3 separate regions of the Gossypium arboreum genome follow, and all the other regions are linked to region 3. Evidence: chromatin contacts called from public Hi-C data. All regions are on one chromosome and are shown on one strand. The core of a region is the stretch at or near the end of the contact, and the rest is flanking DNA. Distances in the headings are between cores, read along the strand shown. Region 1 holds the start of LOC108468169 (pentatricopeptide repeat-containing protein At5g66520-like). Region 2 overlaps LOC128279464 (a long non-coding RNA gene). Region 3 holds the start of LOC108453048 (nuclear pore complex protein NUP214).

The links. A called contact is a pair of places that touch in the nucleus more often than the background predicts.
Region 1: a contact with region 3 is called in a Hi-C map of leaf, with 4 times the contacts expected there. The contact joins the promoter of LOC108468169 here to the promoter of LOC108453048 in region 3. A contact is called at or near these places in 2 of 5 Hi-C or Micro-C datasets (both in leaf).
Region 2: a contact with region 3 is called in a Hi-C map of leaf, with 2.1 times the contacts expected there. The contact joins the enhancer-like site here to the promoter of LOC108453048 in region 3. A contact is called at or near these places in 2 of 5 Hi-C or Micro-C datasets (both in leaf).

What each region holds. Positions count from the first base shown.
Region 1 is chr8:115,670,521-115,675,052 of ASM2569848v2, forward strand. LOC108468169 (pentatricopeptide repeat-containing protein At5g66520-like) reads left to right here and starts at 2,174. Exons shown (of 1, transcript XM_017769044.2): 1 at 2,174-4,341. The coding sequence starts at 2,544. The coding sequence ends at 4,145.
Region 2 is chr8:116,475,988-116,480,585 of ASM2569848v2, forward strand. It overlaps LOC128279464 (a long non-coding RNA gene), which reads left to right. Exons shown (of 2, transcript XR_008269650.1): 2 at 1-258. Among protein-coding and RNA genes, the nearest start is that of LOC128279464, 2.7 kb to the left of the region's middle. Within about 2 kb of position 3,019, at least 2 of the 2 cell types and tissues checked have an H3K27ac peak or open chromatin away from gene starts, as enhancers often do. A contact at or near this core is called in leaf, where this site is marked.
Region 3 is chr8:116,108,069-116,112,617 of ASM2569848v2, forward strand. LOC108453048 (nuclear pore complex protein NUP214) reads left to right here and starts at 2,542. Exons shown (of 18, transcript XM_053031656.1): 1 at 2,542-2,658; 2 at 2,826-3,050; 3 at 3,141-3,352; 4 at 3,480-3,648; 5 at 3,969-4,115. The coding sequence starts at 2,852.

The sequences.
Region 1 (4,532 bases), core at 924-3,423, 440 kb before region 3:
TAACTAATGTTTTTATGATGTTAATATAGTTTGAATGGACATCATACGAGGATCCAACAATTCGAGAAGTAATCCCGGATGAATTCTTTATGAATCCCAATGCCTAGCACGTTAAGTTCCCATTGGTAGTGTACGCTACCGTCAAAATGCACGAAATCGATAGAGTGTTGCGGCAATTGGGATTCCAACAGTCAATTCTTGTGGCACCTCAAGACCTTGATGATCTGTATCCTATCGATTTGCAGGGGCCGGATGAGAATTGTTTGGTATTCCACTCCCAACATATCAACATGTGGAATAATCGGTATGATTTTTTACCTACTCGCAAACCTATTATTGTTCTGGAGTTAGCATGCGATCCGAAGTACATGCCTGGTTTATGATCCAGGGCAAGCCATATTTTGTACGGGGAAAAGGAGAGGCGTCAGCATCCCTATATGAGTAGGCCACGACTACCCTTGTTAAATACAAGGGCTAGCGAGGCGGGTCCATCATCATAGTCAACATAAGAACCGGCACTGAAGACCTCAGCACTGGTGGCCACACCACCCCCATTCAGTATTTACCGTCTTATTCTAGTGCGTAGTCTAACCCTATCATCTTTACACAAGCACTATATGTTGCACCACATTTTTCTGCTTCTAGTCTTATGTCAGGTTGGACTGTTGGTCATCCATCCCAGATGTTTTACATGTCCGAGCCATCTCATTCCCCGATGACGTTGATGCTGACAATGATGTATAGGCCATTTATGTATCAGGCACTAATGGAGAGTCCACTCGTTATCCCATCAGTGTATGGAACTCAACATAGTTATGCTCATTTGCCATTTGTGATGCAAATACCTCTAGGATCTTTATTCTACCAAGGTGAGCCATCTTCCCAACAACCTATTTATAAACTGGAGGATGCACGATGGCAACCGAGAATGCAAGGATTGTAATCGACCAAAGGCGAAGAAGAGGAGCAATCGAGACCACAACTTCGCCCAGAAGCTGAACCAAGAAGGAATCCAGCACGTAAGCTTCGACAACCCCAATGTTGCATCGATTCTGTCCGGCATATGCACTGATTAATTTTATATTGTATCGATGATTTTTATTATCATTTTACAAAATTAACGTTGAAATTTTTTTATAATTTCACAACATGAAATTCTAATATTTGTTATTATTTCACAGAATAGTCCTTTCAATGTGGACATTTTTTTCACAAATGTTGTATCAGAGAAGCGTTTCAGATATCTCGGGATTTCCGGGATATCTTTTCAGAACCCATATCGTCAAAATTATTTTTTCAATTCTTTGAGTTTCGATTTTTAATAAAAAAATACTATAAGATTGGTGTAAATACGAATATTTTAAATATCAAATTCAATTATTACAGTTATTAGGTTAAAATTTTAATTAATTTAAAATTATAAACCCTAATCCTAAAAAACCTAAAAACCCTAAATTTTATAGAAAACCCTAATAAAAACATGGGGAAAACATTTCCAGCTGGAAGCGTTTTTCCCTTCTGACAAGTAAAACGCATTCGACTAGAAGCGTTTTCTAAGGAAAACTTAGAAAGTTGGAAGCGTTTTATTGGTCAGAGGGGAAAAGCGCTTCTAGCTGGAATCATTTTACTAAGTTTTCCTTGAAAACGACAACAACGAGAAGTGTTTTTATCAAAAATTGCATATTTTTGTAATTTTAAAAAATCAATCTATTTTTGTAATTTTATTAAAAGGGCTTTATTTGATAATTTAGTCATAATTTCCCATTGTAATATGTAAAATATATATATAAAAAAAAAGAGTTTGTTAAGTCTTGTTATGGCTAGTTCTCCAATTATGTAGCGTTTGAAAAGTACTTTTGAAAATGTATAATTTATTAATTTAAAGTGTTTTTATTAATGCCAAAAGTGTTGTGAGAAGTTAAAATTTTCACTTACATAATATTGGGAATTAAAAATAAGTTAAATAGTAATTTAAATAATTTAATATAAATATAAAATGTAAATACTTTTTAAGAAATTAATATAAATCGTAAGATTTTTTTATTAACTTTACATGCTCATTGCTAAATGTCAAGTGAAAACTTTAAATAAAAGAAAAATTTAATTGGTTAGGACGAAATAAATGAGGATATTTTAGTAAATTTACATTAAAAAGCCAAAAACTTTTGAGGTTAGGTTTAAAAGGTAATTTGAAAGAATTGGGCGATTCCGCCTTGATGCACAACGGGGGAGGGGTTTTGAAGTTAGCCCACCCTTTGTCCCGTCCATTGTAGCACGATGACTTTAACGTTAACTAAACACAAAAGTTGCTCTCATTGCGGGACTTAACACTTACACCAAACTCATCTTATTCTGATACGATATGGTTGTAAAACTGTTGGAATTTGTATAGGTTAGCTGGTGTCCATTGGAGAAAATAAAGTAGATCATTTTCTCTCAAATTCAATTCATCAGCCACTTCCCTTTCTTTCACTTGCCAATGCTAGTGCACGGACATTTGCTTAGAACCAGAAAATAAACAAGTAAGAAGGTTTAAATTGACAATGTCAGTCTCCAAATACGTGAAGGCTAGCCAAAGGTGCCTTTCTTTGCTGGAGCAATGTCGGACAATGTCTCAAATCAAGCAGATGCACTCTCATCTCATCGTTTCAGCCAGTCATTTGGACCCTTTTGCGGCCGGTAAAATCATTTCCTTCTTCGCTGTCTCTTCCAACGCTGATATCTCTCATGCTTACAAACTCTTTCTTTCTCTTCAACACCGCACCACCTTTATTTGGAACGCCATCATCAGAATTTTTGTGGAGAAAAACGAAAATGCCACCGCCCTTTCTTTATACAAAAACATGCTTCAAACTGGCTTCTTGCCCAACAACTACACCTTCTCTTTCGTTCTTCGAGCCTGCACTGACAAGTCTCCTGTGGGCTTAGCTTCTCATGCTCAAGTGATTAAGTTGGGTTGGGAATCTTATGATTTTGTGCTAAACGGGTTGATCCATTTGTACGCCAATTGGAGCTCAATGGAAGCAGCTCGTAAACTGTTTGATGTAAGTACTTGCAGAGATGTCATTACGTGGACCGCTTTGATTAATGGGTATGTAAAATCTGGCCAAGTTGAGTTTGCAAGGGAACTGTTTGATCAAATGCCCGAAAGAAATGAAGTTTCATGGAGTGCAATGATTACTGGGTATGTGCATATAGGGATGTTTAGAGAGGCTTTGGAACTCTTTAATGATATGCAGCTTACTGGTCTTCGTCCAAATCATGCCGGGATCGTAGGAGCCCTCACTGCTTGTTCATATCTTGGATCTTTGGATCATGGAAGGTGGATCCATGCATATGTGGATAGAAATGGAATGGAGTTAGATAGGGTTTTAGGCACTGCCCTTGTTGACATGTATGCCAAGTGCGGCTGCATCGAGATAGCATGTTCGGTATTTGAAAAGATGCCAGATAAGGATGTATTTGCTTTTACTTCTTTGATTTCGGGCCTAGCTAATCATGGTCAAAGTGCAGATGCAATTCAGTTGTTCGGTAGGATGCAAAGTGAAAAGGTTATTCCTAATGAAGTTACTTTTATATGTGTCCTAAGCGCTTGTAGTCGAATGGGATTGGTGGATGAAGGGTTAAGAATCTTCAATTGCATGAGTGTGGTTTATGGTATTGAGCCAGGTGTCCAGCACTATGGTTGTATGGTAGATCTTTTAGGGAGAGCTGGTCTGCTTGAAGAGGCAAAGAGATTAGTAAGAGAGATGCCTATGGAACCTGACTCTTATGTGCTGGGTGCATTGCTCAATTCTTGTAGGGTGCATGGTGATGTTGAGTTGGGGAAGGAGACAGTTGAGAGCTTGGTTGAGCGAGGTCTCGACCATGGTGGGGTTCATGTCTTGCTGTCTAACATGTATGCCTCTTCTAACCAATGGGATTGGGTAGTGAAGGTGAGGAAGGAGATGGGGGCTAAGAAGGTCAGAAAGGTACCAGGCTGTAGTTCGATTGAAATTGATGGCAGTGTGTCTGAATTCATTGCAGGAGACATGTCTTATTTGCGTGTGGAGGATGTCATGCTGGTTCTGTTAGGGATTGATAATCACTTGAAATGCCTTTTTCTTGCTGATGATAATACTAATTCCAATATGATCGCCTATTAAGTTGTAAATCAAGGGCCATAAGCACATTGCCCCCTTTCTGCTAGGAAACCAAGCCTTACAGTGGTGTTTTTGTTATGATGCTGCATAAGGACCGGTAGAATGCAAATACGTCAGAATTTATCAATTTGCGTGACTGCATAATAGACTATTTCTTTAAGTTTATATTCAAATATCTATAACTCGAATAAATATTAAAGTGCATGATTGGACCGAATTAAAATATATCCTAATAAATTTCACATATTATAAAATGGTAAAGTACACCAACAGTCACTCAACTTTCAGGTAGCTGACAAAACAGTCATCTTAGTTTCATTTTAGTCACTTAACTTTAAAAAATTGACAAAATAGTCACTAACGTTATAAAAAAGTGACAGAACAGTTATT
Region 2 (4,598 bases), core at 1,769-4,268, 370 kb after region 3:
TTGAATGGGTGTATCCTTAGGCTAACCTGTGCCAAACCTCCAGTACACCGGAGCAATCTCGACAGACATCATGAATTGTCTTTGGGCCATTACCATAGCGTGGACACATCTGATCTGCCCCAATTCTGCACTGATACAAATTAGCCTTTGTAGGAAGTTAATTCTTAATCTACTGCTAGCATGTAATTATTAAATTTGTTTTTAATTTTAAAATTGTTAACATCATTAAAATTTTTATTAAATTTTTATTCATTACAATGTTATTTTTTGTCACTTGGCTACCAAGTGAGTTTTTTTTTAATTTTAAAATATCAAACCAATGAATTTGACAAAAGAATTTTAATAGTAACAACTAGACTTGAATTATTAAATTTAAAAAGTAAAAAATTAAATTCTTGAAAATAAAAATATAAAAATTAAATTCCAAATATCTGAAAAGTACCAAAATTTAGAGCATATTATATAATCTTTAAGTTTTTACTTTATAATTTAGCCAAAATAATATCACTGGGGAAACCCTACTAATATAAATTACTAATAAAAGTATAAATTTCACATTAAAATGGACTTAGACAACTACTATTAATTTCACATCAAGAATGGACTTGGACAATATGGTCTCCAAATACATTTACATCTAGACAACTATAAAAAAAATTGACTAAAAAATTATGAATGAGGACGTGATTAAGTTGGTCAAAATTTTGATGAAACTAGCAGCCAATAGCAGAACACCACTTGACGGCCCAACTCAAGAGACGTAGCAAAGCATGACTTGATCTCCAAACATAATGTCCGACAAGACATGTGGAGGGCTATGAGCAGCACTCCAACATCAATGACCTTGATACATTCTCTGCACATAATGACTTGCCTGTCTCTTTCTTACTCTTTGCCAACTCGAACTGAATGATTAAATGCCTTCCCAGGTTTCATTGAGCAACCTCCTGGTTGGCTTTGTGCCCTCTACAATCTCAAACAACTCCAGACGGTATCATTTATCACATTATCGTCTACATAGATGATCTTACTCTTACATCAAACATTCGGAGCATATGGTTCATCAAATTGGTACCCATTTTTCTATTAAAAGCCTTGCTAATGTGGGCTTGAAATGATTTGCATGTCTACCGATATACTTCTGTCCTGAAATCAGCATGTGTTTTTTATTTACATGATCACGTTGAGATGAGTGATGGTCATCCCATCACAACACTTGTCATCACGATTTCACGGATTTTAATAAATATAAACTTGTCACCATTTTTTTTTGTTTTAAATGTAATCTTTTAGTAAAATTTTAAAATCAATTTAATATTTGTTAAAAATCATTTTTGATTTGCGAAACAAAATTTAAATTTTGGAGTTGAACTAATCTTCACGATGCCTGTTAACAAAAACGGTACCATTTATTCAAGTATTATATTCTATTTCAAAATAATGACTTTAAATTTGATATTTAAAAGAAATTATAAAATCAATTTTGTTATAAATAAAATTTATTTATTTTAAACTAAAAATTCCTTGCAACACCCATTAAAATTCACATGTAATTATTTTATTCTTAAAATAATATTCTTTAATGATGAATAATTATTGAGTATCTTATTATATCTCTCTCTTCGTGTAAATTTCACGAAGGGGCATACCTCAATTGGTGGTACCTGTAAGGCTCAGGGAATGTGTCAATATGGGATGTGTGAATAATAATAAAAGTACCTAAGCACGAGACGATTCGAACCACCAATTTGAGGCTTATAGGGCCCTTACTTGTAACCAATGTACCACTTTGGTTCAAGTGGTACCATATTTGCAAACATGTTGCCTTTAAGCTTTGATTGGTGGTTCGAGTCGCCTTACACTTAAGTACTTCCATTATTATTCATGCACCCTATACTATACATTTCTCTAGTATTGCAAGTACTTATCTTCACCAATCAAGGCATCCCTTTCGTGAATTGTACACTGCTTTTCGTGGAAGCTAGAGATAAAACCCAATACGAAGACAATACATTTAGTTGTTGGGGGATCAGGTCAACTATCTAATAGACGACACTTCGGAAATTTCTCTCAAAGAAACACCCTCCTCAAGATAAATGACATATTTCAATAAGTACAATAAACCATGAATGTTAATGTGAAGGAATACAAGACTTAGCACCTCTAAATGCTCATGACCATGTAGGCAAAATGAGTACACGAAATAAATGGCAACCCTAAAAATATAAATACTAGTCAAATGCTTTTAATCTATCCTTCTTCCTTTTTTGCTTCTTTACTTCTCTAACCGTGCATCGATTCCTCAAGTCTCCCCGTTTCTATTCCATGATTGTGCCTATGCCTTTTGCTTTTTGTGTAATTCTCCTCTAGATTTTCTATGGCTTTCACTACTCTCCTGTTTTACCACCGTCCCCCGTAATGGCTGCTCAAGCCAATATTTATTACCGTTCGTCCCATCATGAGTTTCTCAACTCTCAAAAATGAAAAACCATCCCCACATCAATTTTCTTTTTTCTTTCGTATAGCCCTCTAAACCAATTTTGGCTTTTGTGCGGCAAATCGCACATGGTGGGCCTATGCCATCACCAATTTTTTTTCTTTTTTTTTTTCATCACAGTTTTCATTATTCTCTTTTTTAATAAATATTAATAAAATAATAAAATAATAATTTTAATAATAATAATACTTTATAAAGTCTAAATATAATTCGAGCTTGATTCCAACATGACTAGAACAAAATAGGGTTACAACAGCGCCAATAGCTGCCAGAGCATCCCTTCATCGAGGATTAAGTTCTACCAACAAGTTGTGGGTAACCTGCAACACTTGTCTCATACTTGGCCCACATAATGCCTTTACCACCACCACCAAGTTATCGCAGTTTGCAAGTGAGGTCACCATGCATCACAGGCATGCTCAAAAAAAGGGGTTTTCATTGCAAAATCTTCAAACAAAGAGGATTCAACATCCAATATCATTTATCTCCGCAAAGCTCCTGTTACTTGGAGCTGTAAGAAGCAATGCACAGTTGCGCATTCCTCCACCCAACCATACTCCAACTTGGATCAGTTTCAAGCAATCAACTCACAGATTCCCTCATTAAGCCAGTCTCTCCAAGTGTTTAAAGATTGGACTTGCGGACCAAAAGAGATATTGGCAGAAAAGATCGATCATGGCTTCCCCAAATCAATCTCCAACAAGAAATTGTAACATATTATAAAAAGATTTTGAACAGTATAGATTTATTACATATATCTTATTAAATAAATTTTTTAAAGTTTTGTAAAAATTTTGAACTTTGGAAGAGTATATTAATTTAAAAATATATAAAATATTAACACTTTTAAAATATTATTATATTATTTTAAAGTTTAATAACCAATTATAATAAAGTTAGTTTCCATTTAAAATTGATTCTAAAAGTAACTTTAATATTTATATTGATTCCTAATTTATAGCTTAATCTCCTAATTGTTTGAAAATCTTAATGCAAATTTTATTAATTTATAGAGTAAAACTCATGAATTCATTACAATGCATTTAATTCATATTTCCTTTGGTTAAAATATGTCCAGTTTCTTTGGATACTTTTTTATTTAAAAAAGCAAACCAAGTGTTAAATTTAGATTCATTATAATGTTAATTTTATTATTACATGACTATTAAGTGAGTGCTTTTTAAGAAAAAATTTTAAAATGACATACCAATAAATTTAACAAAAGAATTTTAATAATATTAACAATTAGACCAAATTTTGAAAAATGAAAATAAAAAGACTAAAGTAAAAAAAACTAAATTCTAAATTTACAAAAAACTTAAATCATATTTTAACATTTATACTTTATTTATTTGTAGTATGGTCAATTCTTGTAAAATTGTGTAATTTATTTCATTACATTTATTAATTTCAAATTATTTCCCATATGTAGGTTAAAATGGTGTTATTTTGAAGATGATTCCAATATATTTCATTTCATTTATTAATAATAAATTCTTTATTAAGAACTTAAATTGTTGAATTTTTTTATATAATTATTGGTATCTTAATCCATTTTATAGTCTAAAATTAATTATATTTAGACTGGAGATGATATTTAAGTAAATCACTCCAACAATAAATAATGCAAATTGGGGTCCACGGTGCTTATTATATATATATATATATATATATAGGATATGATAGGAAGAAAGAGCGCGATGTATTGGAAAGAAAATTCAATGATAACAAGTCAAATGTTTACATCTAAGCTAAAACTTAAAATATAGGAGTTTAAAGCTTATAAGTTATATCCTTAGAGGAGTCAAATGACTTCTTTAGACCGTATTTTCCAATGGTTCCCCAATATTTAAGTAACCCTAAATTTACATTTTAAATTTTTAATTTATAATTGTTTATGGTAATGATTTTTATATGTACAGTTGATAACACCCTTTTGTAATTCTTCAGATAAATAGTTGTACCTGCCTCCTCTTATGGACTGTATTCATCTATGAGATTAGATAAAAGAAAAAGAAAACATAATCTCCAATTTTATAAATATTTATCCTTTTAGTTTTTAAATTTATATTTTTTATTAAATTATCTAAAACTGATTTAT
Region 3 (4,549 bases), core at 1,292-3,791:
GGTTATCAAATTAGTGAATTTGAAAAAATCCTTAGTAGTAAAAAGCTAAGGTAGTGAAGAGGACAATTGGGGCTGAACCATTCTAAATTCTTGTGTCAAAATTTTCTATATTTTCTCTCTAGCTTTCACAATTTTTTTTAAAAGCCAATTCATCCCTACTCTTGACAATTTCAATTTGATTATTTGAGCTAACAACTTTGATTGAGTAATGGAGCATATCAAGTATCACTTTTAACATAAAAAAGTTTAGGTACCAACTTAGGAAAAAAATATAGTTTAAGTATCAATTTATGGAATAAGTCAAAAAATATGGGCGAACTTAAAAAATTAAGGGTAAACTATAAAAATAGTCACCAAATTATTAGTATGTTTCTGTTTTGGTCACTCAAGTTTAAAGTTTCTATTTAAGTCACTAACGTTATCAAAATATAATATCTTAGTCACTCATCTGTTAAATCACTAACGGAAACCTTTTTTTTAATGGCATAATAACAAATTTAGTCCTCCAGTATTTACAGATTCTATTAATTTGATCCTAATTCTAAAAAAAAACAACAAATTTAGCCTTCATCTTTATTCGTTTTGTTAATTTAGTTTTGATGGTTAAGAATTCAAAATTTTAAATTTAAAATTTTAAAAATTTAAAAATTTTAAAAATTATTTTTCGATAAAAGTATATTCAAAATTATAAAAATATTTAAAACAAATGAATAACCAAATTTCTTTTTCTAACATGAAATTTATTTATTAAAATAATAATTTTCTAAATAAAATAATAATCTTATAAATAAATTAATTTAAGGAAAAATCATGAAGAAGACTTAAGCATATTCAGCTTTTCCCTTTTTTTAATATTAACGACTATTATGTTCAAGTTGGGTCAAAAACTACAGCCTAGTGGTGGGTACAATTGGGGCTATACATGTGAAGATAAAGTCTTAGAGACTTATTAGATGGAAGGCTCTACAATTTATTTTTAGTTGGATGGTGCAACGGCGGAGGATGTGAAAATAGAGGAATTTGCAATAAGGGTCATTAGTGCTAGAGGTTGTTGGCGAAGACTATACCCAATGCTTGGAAATTTTGGTGAGGACTAGAAAAATAGATATTAATTTATTTATAATTGTGTATGTATTTTTTTAAAACATCTATATATTTTATAGAAAAATGAACTTTTAAATATATATTTTATTTTTAAAATTTTAAAATTTTAAGAATCAAAATTAAATTGCCGAATTTGTAAAGTTGATTGTTAAATTTGTTAAATTTTTAGAAATTGGATAAAATTAGTAGAATCAGTAAACATTGGAGGGCTAATATTGTTATTATGCCAATAAAAAAGCTTTTGTTAGTTATTTAATAGATGAGTGACCAAACTATAAAATTTTAAACTTTATTAACCAAAATAGAAACACATTAATAGTTGATTGGCTATTTTTATAATTTACTAAAAAATTAATATATATTTTTGATATAATGTCTAAAATTATCATAATACCTTTCCAACCCTTAATTAGAAGGATAAATGCACTTCAACAAGCTCGAATACACGTACTCTCACATTAACAATAATGTCGATATTAATCAATCTAAAATATTTAAATTATATTTTAAACCATAATGAATTTAAATAATCCTAAAAAAGTTGAAAGCATATTTTAGTTGTAAACCCAACCCCACTTGTCCCAATAAAAAATTGTCTCAATAAAAAATTACTTTAAAGACAAAAGGTTAATATGTAATTTGCCTTTAAACTTATCAAAAAGTATTTGATTATTACTTGAACCTTTTTTTGTTCTAGTTGATATATGAACTTGTATTTTGTCACCCATATTGGTACCTTTAAATTAATACCGCTAATTTGTGGATGAGGAATTAATGACCAATCCTATAATGATATATGGTGGATATAAATTAAAACAATAAAAAAATCTTTTAAAAGATATAAACTAATTTTAAAAAGTATAATTTTTGGACAAGTTTAGGTACAACTAGGTGTTTTTTGGACAAGTTCAAATATCAACTATGTACTTTTGGACAAAGCTTAGGGTAGAGTGAGCAAAACTTAATTCAACTCGAAAAACTAAAAAAAAAAACTTTAAATTTAGAATTAAACGAATCGAGTTATTCGAATTTATCAAATAATTTTAGTCAACTCGAATTTCTTTTGAATCGAGTTTAATTTTCGAATTCGAATAATTTGAATAAACTAAATATTGAACTTTAATATTTTACATTTTTACCTCAAATTACCAAACTTCTTCTCTAAAACTTTTACTCTCTCCTATCCCACATCCCTTCTACCTCAAACTCATTTCCCTCCAAATTTTTTAAATATTTTCCCTCTAAAATTTTACTCTCCCCATTTACATTTCCCAAAAATTTTACCCTTTTATCCCTCAAAACTTTTTATTTTCCTACTAAATTTTTATTTCTCACCTTCTACCTCCAAATTAAAAATTAAAACCATCCAAAAAAAACTCTAAACCTAAATAGTAATAATTTTATATATATACTATTTATATTATTAAATTAAATTTCACATTTTGGATTATTTATATTATTAAATTAAATCTCTAAACCTAATGCAAACTGTCACTATTGAACACAAAGAAAAGGCAATGAAGCCTGCCACTGTCTTCAGTTTAGTGAAAAAAGGTAAGCCCATCAAATAATCTCCGGCTGGAGAAAAAATACCAGTCGGAAAGCCCATTTACAGTATCCTCTTTCTCATATTACTATTAGACGGGGAAGTTTTGCCGCCGAGGGTGTCTTACTAGCGTTAGGGTTTTGTTGAACTGATCGGATAGATTGATTAATGTCAGAGAAGTTGAACAATTGAATACTGGACATGAGCAGCCGGCTTGAAATTTGTGAAGAGAATGAAGGGGAGCATGTCGAAACCCAGGATTTCTTCTTCGAGAAAATCGGCGAACCCGTTCCTGTCAAATCTCAACCGGATTCCCAGTTCGATCTCCGAAGTCCTCCTTCTCAGCCCCTTGTCCTCTCCCAACGTTTCCAACTCCTGTTTCTAGCTCATTCTTCTGGGGGTTCTCTTTCTGGCCTTTTTGCTTTTTAACATCTTTCTTTGTTTTTCTGCTCTTTTAAGCTGGTAATATAAACTAAACCGAATGTTTTAGGGTTCTTGGTGGCGAGGACCAAGGATGTGATTGATTTAGCCAAGGACATTAGGGAAAAAGCCTCCTCTTCAAGTATTGAAGATCTGAGTTTGGTGGAAGTTCCCATTGGCAAGGTTCACATTCTTGCTCTTTCCACCATCGACGACACCATACTTGCAGTTTCTGTGGCAGCTGATATTCATTTCTTCAGTGTCAGCTCCCTTCTTAATAAGGTACTCTTACTGTAGCACCTGATATTCATTTCTTCTGTGTCAGCTCCCTTCTTAATAAGTTACTCTTTCATTAAGAGGCTGTTTCTAATATGACATCTTGTTCATGCATGACTCTGCCTGTATGTAGGACATAAAGCCATGTTTCTCCACTTCGCTCCCTCAGTCAAGCTTTGTCAAGGATATTCGTTGGAGAAAGAAGAAGGATAACTCTTTCCTAGTTCTTTCAGATGATAGAAAGCTATATCATGGAACTCTTGCACATCCTCTTAAGCATGTGATGGATAATGTTGATGCTGGTATCTCAGAACATCTATCTTTCAATTATAAATAGTCACTAAAACATCACAGTGATTGGCTTTTTTTTTTTCCTTATTTTCTAGTAAAATACAGAGGTCCTTGTATGCTTCTCTAATTTGTTTACGTTTGCCCTTCCTTTTCTTGACCTTTCTATGTTTTGTGGTAGTTGCACCTGGCTTGTTGTGTATTAACATTGTTTGAATAGTATCTTATGAAAGATTGCTATTTCATCAACTAACCATCTTGCTTCCTCTTTCATCCCTCCCTGATTGAAAATTTTGTGTTCTAAGATCTAACAATATTTATTTTGTTTTCTTAGTTGAATGGAGTGCAAAAGGTGCTTTTGTTGCCGTGGCCAAAGATAATAGCCTTAGTATTTTGTCATCCAAATTCAATGAAAAATTGTGCGTAGCTCTTTCATTCAAGTCTTGGGTTGGTGATTCCAACGATGATTGCACTGTAAAAGGTGGGGTATCTATCAAATTTCTTGTAGATTTTTATCTTGCATTTGCTTTTTGATTTTTCTTACATGTTAGTCATGGATTACTCCTGTTTGTAATTTTATGCATCTTGATGATTATATTAGAAGTTACATTCTCTTCTTTGTCAAAAAAGTTAAGATTTCCTTTTTCCTTTTATTTTATCAAAAGTGAACTAAGATAAAATCTTGGACAGCTCTTTGTGGAGTCCATGCTATGGATTTAATGCTTGATGGCATTGATTTGCATGGTGAATGCTATTGTGTTTGTACAAGTGTTTTGAAGTGCTTAACAGTATTTGTTAAAACATTTGGAGCTTAAATTCATTGTTCTGATTAAAAATTTATAATTGAGATATCACTATCATTCCAGGTTAATGTTTTCGTTCTGGTAGCTACAGTAGTTAAAGTGCATTTGATAT